Regions from separate parts of the Mus musculus genome. Here region 1 is linked to region 2. The links are chromatin contacts, called in public HiChIP or PLAC-seq maps. All regions are on one chromosome and are shown on one strand. The core of a region is the stretch at or near the end of the contact, and the rest is flanking DNA. Distances in the headings are between cores, read along the strand shown.

Region 1 (3,722 bases), core at 395-2,894, 110 kb after region 2:
AAATATTCCCTTTTCCCAGTTTCCCCCCTCTACTCTCTCTGGAAACCCTCTATCCCACCCTCCTCCCCCTGCTTCTATGAGGTTGTTCCCCCACCCACCCACCCATTCCCACGACCCCACCCTCACATTCCCCTACACTAGGACATCAAGCCTTCAGAGGAGCAACGGCCTCCTCTCCCATTGAGGCCCAACAGGCCATCCTCTGCTACCTGTGCAACTGGAGCCCTGGGTCCCTCCATGTGTACTCTTTGGTTGGTGGTTTAGTCTTTGGGAGCTTGAGAGGATCTGGTTTGCTGATATTGTTGTTCATATATATTGTTTAAGGTTTTCCTTGCTTATTTGCTGTAAAAAGGTAATTAGTTGAGTGATTTCTTCAGTATGAAAAAAAACTGCACAAATATGCCATATTGTATTGAGTAAAGACTATTCTACTTTATATCGAAAGATAACAAGAAATAGCAATGACTGTATACAGCAAGGCTGTAACATGAGCAACAAGAATGTAATTAGTTAAGCATAAATTGAAGGCTCATGAGGGCTGTAGTTGGGTAGGTCCTTGATGTACATGTGAAAATATATGATATATACTTTCAGGAAAAATTACAAAATATATCACATAGACATATATTTATAAATGTTCATGGTAAGGTTTGTCAACATCAAAAGCATTTAATAAGCACCTACTATAAGAATCATTTTGGGTGTCTTATCTATATTTATGCATAAATCTCAAGCAAAAATAATATATTTTAAGGAAGAATAAAGTGTCCACACATTGGTCTTCCTTTTTCTTGATTTTCTTGTGTTTTGCAAATTGTATCTTGGGTATTCTAAGTTTCTGGGCTATTATCCACTTATCAGTGAGTGTATATCTACTGATTTCTTTAGTTACAGAGACAAAATTTGGAGATAAGACGAAAGGATGGATCATCCCGACACTACGCCACCTAGGGATCCATCGCATAATCAGCCACCAAACCTAGACACTATTACATATGCCAGCAAGATTTGGCTGAAAGGACCCTGATATAGCTGTCTCATGTGAGGCTATGCCAGTGCCTAGTAAATACAGAAGTGGATGCTCACAGTCATCTATAGGATGGAACACAGGGCCCCCAGTGGAGGAGCTAGAGAAAGTACCCAAGGAGCTGAAGAGGTCTGCAACCCTGTAGGTGGATCAACAATATGAACTAACCAGTACCCCCAGAGCTCGTGTCTCTAGCTGCATATGTAGCAGAAGATGGCCTAGTTGGCCATCATTGGAAAGAGAGACCCTAGGTCTTGCAAACTTCATACACCCCAGTACAGGGGAATGCCAGGACCAAGAAGTGGGAGAGGGTGGGTAGGGGAACAGGGTGGGGGAAAGGTATAGGGAACTTTAGGGATAGCATTTGAAATGTAACTAAAGAAAACATCTAATAAAAAATAATATATTTTATCTTCATGGTATACAATAAGAAAAAAGAAGGCCGATCCAGAGACTGCCCCACCTAGGGATCCATCCCATCGTCAGGTACTAACCCCAAACACTATTGCTGATGCCAAGAAGCACTTGCTGACAGGAGCCTGGTATAAGAGTCCCCCAAGAGGCTCTGCTAGATACTGACCAATACATGTGCAGATGCACTCAGCCAACCATGGGACTGAGCATGGGGATCTCAGAGGAAGAGTTAGGGGAAGGACTGAAGGAGCTGAAGGGAATTGCAACCCCATAGAGAGAACAATAAGATCCAATAATTGCCGCAGTCGGCCGACCTGAGGGTCACCGGGGTCTGCGGGGGGACCCTCTGAAAAGTGAAGGATAAGTGACGAGCGGAGACGGGATGGCGAACAGACACAAACACACGAGAGGTGAATGTTAGGACTGTTGCAAGTTTACTCAAAAAATCAGCACTCTTTTATATCATGGTTTACATAAGCATTTACATAAGACTTGGATAGATGTCAACAGAACATAGAAGGTTAGAACACTCAGAGCTTAGATCAAAACATTTGATACCAAACCAAGTCAGGAAACCACTTGTCTCACATCCTTGTTTTAAGAACAGTTTGTGACCATGAACTTACTTAAACCTTGGGAACCGCAAGGTTGGGCCCATAAAGATTATCCATTATAACTCATGCCAAAAGTATCTGCAGAAATATGTTCTAATAGTCTAGCCACTGCCCCCTCCTTGGTATAATGAAAAATCTTCCCCCAAACGTTCATTCCTGTTCCTAGATAAATATAATCATGTACCTGTTGTTTCATGTCGTCTTTTTCTTCCTGAGTTAACACACACCAAGGAGGTCTAGCTCTGGCGAGTCTTTCACGAAAGGGGAGGGATCTGTATAACACTTTATAGCCATTGACTGTGACCCACCTATTAAAATTTAAGTCATATCTTCCTGTATATGGTAACGGGGCATCTGTTGGTCTGTAGATGTAAGGTCCCCTATAAGTCCCTGGTTGCCACCACCTGTCTCCTATTTTGACAAACACACTCCTTTTTCCTTTTTTTACTTCTAGGCCTGTGGCCGATAGTCCTTGCACCTGTTCTTTGACTGCGGTTGAGCGTCTCTTTCTATTTTCTATTCCCATTTCTAACCTTTGAATTTGAGTAAAAATAGTACTAAAAGGTAACGATTCATTTCTTAACATAGTGATTAATAATCGACCTATTGGATTGGTCTTATTGGTAAAAATATAATTTTTAGCAAGCATTCTTATTTCTATTTCTGAAGGATAAAATCGGTGTGGCTTGTAAGAGGAAGTTGGCTGTGGTCCTTGCCCCAGGAGGAAGGTCGAGTTCTCCGAATTGTTTAGATTGTAATCTTGCACAGAAGAGCTATTAAAAGAGTCAAGGGTGAGAGCCCTGCGAGCACGAACCGCAACTTCCCCCAATAGCCCCAGGCAAAGCAGAGCTATGCCAAGTTTGCAGCAGAGAATGAGTATGTCTTTGTCTGATGGGCTCATCCGCGTGCACGCAGACGGGTCGTCCTTGGTGGGAAACAACCCCTTGGCTGCTTCTCTCCTAAGTGTAGGACACTCTCGGGAGTTCAACCATTTCTGCTGCAGGCGCGGCATTTCCCCCTTTTTTCTTTTTTAAAAGAAGCACGTTAAGATCTGACTGCACCTGGTCAAGGCTCTTCGCAAAGCACTGGAAGACAATGGGGAAAATCATAAGTACTATGACCAAAAGCAGGGCTCCAACTCCTATAAAAATGAAATATTGTGTCCAATCCAATGGATTTAAAGCCTTTACTCCATTGGCAAAGGACTGAGCCAAGCCACTGAGGTCCACTGCGTCAATATGTTGTTTGCTCATATCACTAATCAGGTTGGTTAACTCCTGTATGTTATATGAAATCTCATTGTCATTCCAAATGCCCAACAAATGAGCTCTGGTTCTTTCTCAGCTCTCAGAAGCATTATATGGCAAAGGTGTGACACAGATAAAATCATAATTTGCATGACACCTAGTGGACATTCTGGTTTTTAAATTCGCCACATCTTGTCCCAACTCTAAAACTACTTCTTCTAAAGCATTAAGTCTAGCTTCCAATTTTAAATCTATTATTCTTTGTTCAGATAAGGCTAATGTAATATTTCTATGAAGATTATTAACAAACGTAGCAGTTTGCATCTCCTTAACTAAGGCAGTGGTAGCTACAGCAAAGGAAGTGATAATAGCAATCAAAGCAGATATGCCCAGGATAATGGCTGCGACGAATCGCTTAGC
Region 2 (3,392 bases), core at 41-2,540:
TTTATATTAATTTTTACTCCTTTCTGTTGCTTTATTGAGATTATTTGTCTCATTCTGGAATACTAAAGAGAATCAGGAAGTAAGCTTATGACTATGTTTTAAAAGATACTGTTACAACTGCTATTATTCAAATATTTATTCTGTTTTGTGTAATACGCACAATTCTTGACACCCATCATCCTTCACAATAACAGATGATATAGAATCACCGTTTCTCAGTACAGAGTGTGCAGGTCTGAACACATACACTATCTGACAAGTTATCAGTGAATACACAATTGAAAGATTCATTCTTTCCAAATTTAGGGAATTTGGTATATGCAGGAAATTATGGTGTGTGCATAGAACAGTGGGAGAGAACACAGATATTGTTACATGTATGCCATTTATGTGGGGCAGACAAATGAGTGGACAGTATGGACTACAAGCAAGGATGATAATAGATAAAAATGAGCTGAGATATGAGGGCATTGTGTGCAGAAATACAGAAAAGAAAAGTAGTCAAACCCTACACTGATCCCTCTCAAGGCAGAAGACAGGAGCAAGATGCAGGGATCAGCTTCTGTCACCCACACTCACTTCTTCAGGGCATACCTGCTTAGAGGCAAAAGAAGATCGAGCAGATTGTCCAAACTCTGAGATTTGAGACAAGGTCTAAAAGAAACGAATAGGCTAGGGATAAATAGAATCTAGGAGGCTCCTTTGTTAGGTAAAAGGATGGAAAGTTTCAGCTGTGTCACAAGTCACCTGTGGGAGAAGTGGGACGCAAGAGCATCCAGAACTGAATGCTTACATTTTGACTTTAACCGAAGCAGATGCATTGGGAAATGGCTGCAATCTCGAAGGCCCAGCCTCTTGAATAGACAAAAGTGTCTTTTCTGCACTTTGCAGAGCATACGGACATTCTAGGGATTTCTAGTCCTACAGGCCTGACTCACCACTTCTTTGGTGCCCATTAAATCTCAAACATGGAGCCAGCAACCAGTGGTGCTCCTTTTTTCCTGTGTGTTTGAGAGCATGGATGGTGCCAATTTTCATGCAGTGCATTTCTCATACAGTATATGGGAGACTTTTAGTTGGCTTTATATGTTTGACTCTTTGTAAATACTCTGTGATTATCAGCCTATTCGTTTATCCTTTATATGGGCTGCTGAATTAAAAACAAAATCAAAATATGAGGCTATTTTGCCTTTCTTTTTTTTTCTCTCTTTTTTTTCTGTGTGTGCAGGCGTGCTGATCAGCCAGCAGATGTTGCTCTCCTGCACAGGAAGGAGCAGAGTTATTTGTCTTGCAGCTTGAGCTATCACAAGCTCCCAGCTAAGCCAGCTGTGGAGGCTGGCAAGCGCACTCCCTTCACATTCGAGCACTTTAAAGAGTAAAGTGCTACCCGAAGACCCTTTCCAGCTCTCAGATCTATTCTGAATTACATGGCATTCTCTTGCTGGGAAATATTTAGAGTAAATGTCTGAATTAGTTCAATAGATAGTAGCTGGAGGAAGAGAAGATACTAAGACTGGAAGTTAACAGAACTAATACAATGAAACCAAACAAGATCAGTTAGAAAAAACCTCCATGTACACACAGTCAAGTGGATCAGAGGTCAGTTTTAGGAGGCAGAGAGAACTGAGCTAGGGTCTGGCTCTCCCAAAGCTGAGCTGGGAGTGATTTTGCCACAAATATTTTCATAATACTCTAAGGATAAAATGAGATAACACAAGCTCCAGGGGAGGGGGGGGAAGGTATTGGTTATTTCTTATTGTCGTTCCACCTATAGGATTGCAGATCCCTTCAGCTCCTTGGGTACTTTCTCTAGCTCCTCCATTGGGGGCCGTGTGATACATCCAATAGCTGACTGTGAGCATCCACTTCTGTGTTTGCCAGGCCCCGGCATAGTCTCACAAGAGACAGCCATATCTGGGTCCTTTCAGCAAAATCTTGCTAGTGTATACAATGGTGTCAGCGTTTGGAAGCTGATTATGGGATGGATCCCTGGATATGGCAGTCTCTATATGGTCCATCCTTTCGTCTCAGCTCCAAACTTTGTCACTGTAACTCCTTCCATGGTTGTTTTGTTCCCAATTCTAAGAAGGGGCAAAGTGTCCACACTTTGGTCTTCGTTCTTCTTGAGTTTCATGCGTTTAGAAAATTGTATCTTATATCTTGGGTATTCTAAATTTCTGGGCTAATATCCACTTATCAGTGAGTACATATTGTGCGGGTTCTTTTATGGTTGGGTTACCTCACTCAGGATGATGCCCTCCAGGTCCATCCATTTGCCTAGGAATTTCATAAATTCATTGGTCGTGCAAACTTTACATGCCTCAGTACAGGGGGACGCCAGGGCCAAGAAGTGGGAGTGGGTGGGTAGGGGAGTGGGTGGGGGAGCATGTGGGGGACTTTTGGGATAGCATTGGAAATGTAAATGAAATAAATACCCAATTAAAAAAATTTTAAAAAATTTTAAAAAATGATATAGCACATCTAACATTATTAGCATGTTGACAGGCTCATAGTAACTGATTCAAAAATTTGTGTTCTTTATTAATTATAGTGATCATTGTTCTTAAAGCATCAGATGACAGTATTTGATATTATGAAAGTCCTAGGCTACCTGTCTGAAAAGATTTTTGAATGTTTTTAATTTTATAATCAAGGGACTATAAATGAGTTTTCAAAAAACTTGTTTACCACGTTGTTATGGTCTTTCCTCTGATATTCCTTTTGAGCTTGAGTTAGAATAGTACTATTTAGTGTTTTGAGTTTTGTAAATGAGAGAAAATACAGAGAAAGTGAGATCTGCACTTAACTGATACCCTTCCTTCACTATGTTACTACTGAAGAAACGTAGACAATAATTTGGAAACTCATCTCAATTTGTTACTCATTAGCTGGACAAGAAACTTGCCCCTCAGTTTCTGAATATATATTCTGGAAATATTGGTATTTACCTACTTATAAGATTTCATGTAAAGATTTAAGATGACAATGGTTCTGAAGTCTTTTGTATATGTGAAATTTTCTCAATAGTTCATGTACTGGTAACTTGATGCCTAGAATAGTTCCACACCTAAGAGGGGTTCAGTGCTTAAGCATACTGACTGTGCTTCCAGAAGACCCAGTTTGATTTTAATCGCCTACAGGGCAGCTCACAGATTGTACCTCCGACTCCAGGAAATCCAATGCCTATTCTTGGCTTCTGTGGTCACTCAGACCCATGGTATACAGAGATACAGGCAGGAAATATACTCATACCTGAGAGAAAGACAGAGAGAGAGAGAGAGAGAGAGAGAGAGAGAGAGAGAGAGAGAGAGAGAGAGAGAGAGAGAGAGAGAGAGAGAGAGAGAAGTTATGGAGGGAGGCACGGAGGGAGGAATGGAAGGATGGAGGGAGAA

Evidence for each region. HiChIP or PLAC-seq counts read pairs in DNA pulled down with a chosen protein or histone mark.
Region 1: a RAD21 HiChIP or PLAC-seq map of pro-B cells shows a contact between it and region 2, with 2.5 times the contacts expected there. The contact joins two enhancer-like sites. A contact is called at or near these places in 3 of 15 datasets of contacts at CTCF or cohesin (CD8 T cells, large pre-B cells and pro-B cells), 2 of 484 Hi-C or Micro-C datasets (CD4 T cells and large pre-B cells) and 1 of 115 datasets of contacts at active chromatin or transcription factors (large pre-B cells).

What each region holds. Positions count from the first base shown.
Region 1 is chr12:92,880,802-92,884,523 of GRCm38.p6, forward strand. Gm40892 reads right to left here. Exons shown (of 4, transcript XM_030247051.1): 4 at 2,917-3,722. Among named protein-coding and RNA genes, the nearest start is that of Gm40892, 12 kb to the right of the region's middle. Within about 2 kb of position 1,645, at least 18 of the 459 cell types and tissues checked have an H3K27ac peak or open chromatin away from gene starts, as enhancers often do. A contact at or near this core is called in pro-B cells, where this site is marked.
Region 2 is chr12:92,774,606-92,777,997 of GRCm38.p6, forward strand. No RefSeq gene overlaps it. Among named protein-coding and RNA genes, the nearest start is that of Gm40892, 120 kb to the right of the region's middle. Within about 2 kb of position 1,291, at least 4 of the 459 cell types and tissues checked have an H3K27ac peak or open chromatin away from gene starts, as enhancers often do. A contact at or near this core is called in pro-B cells, where this site is marked.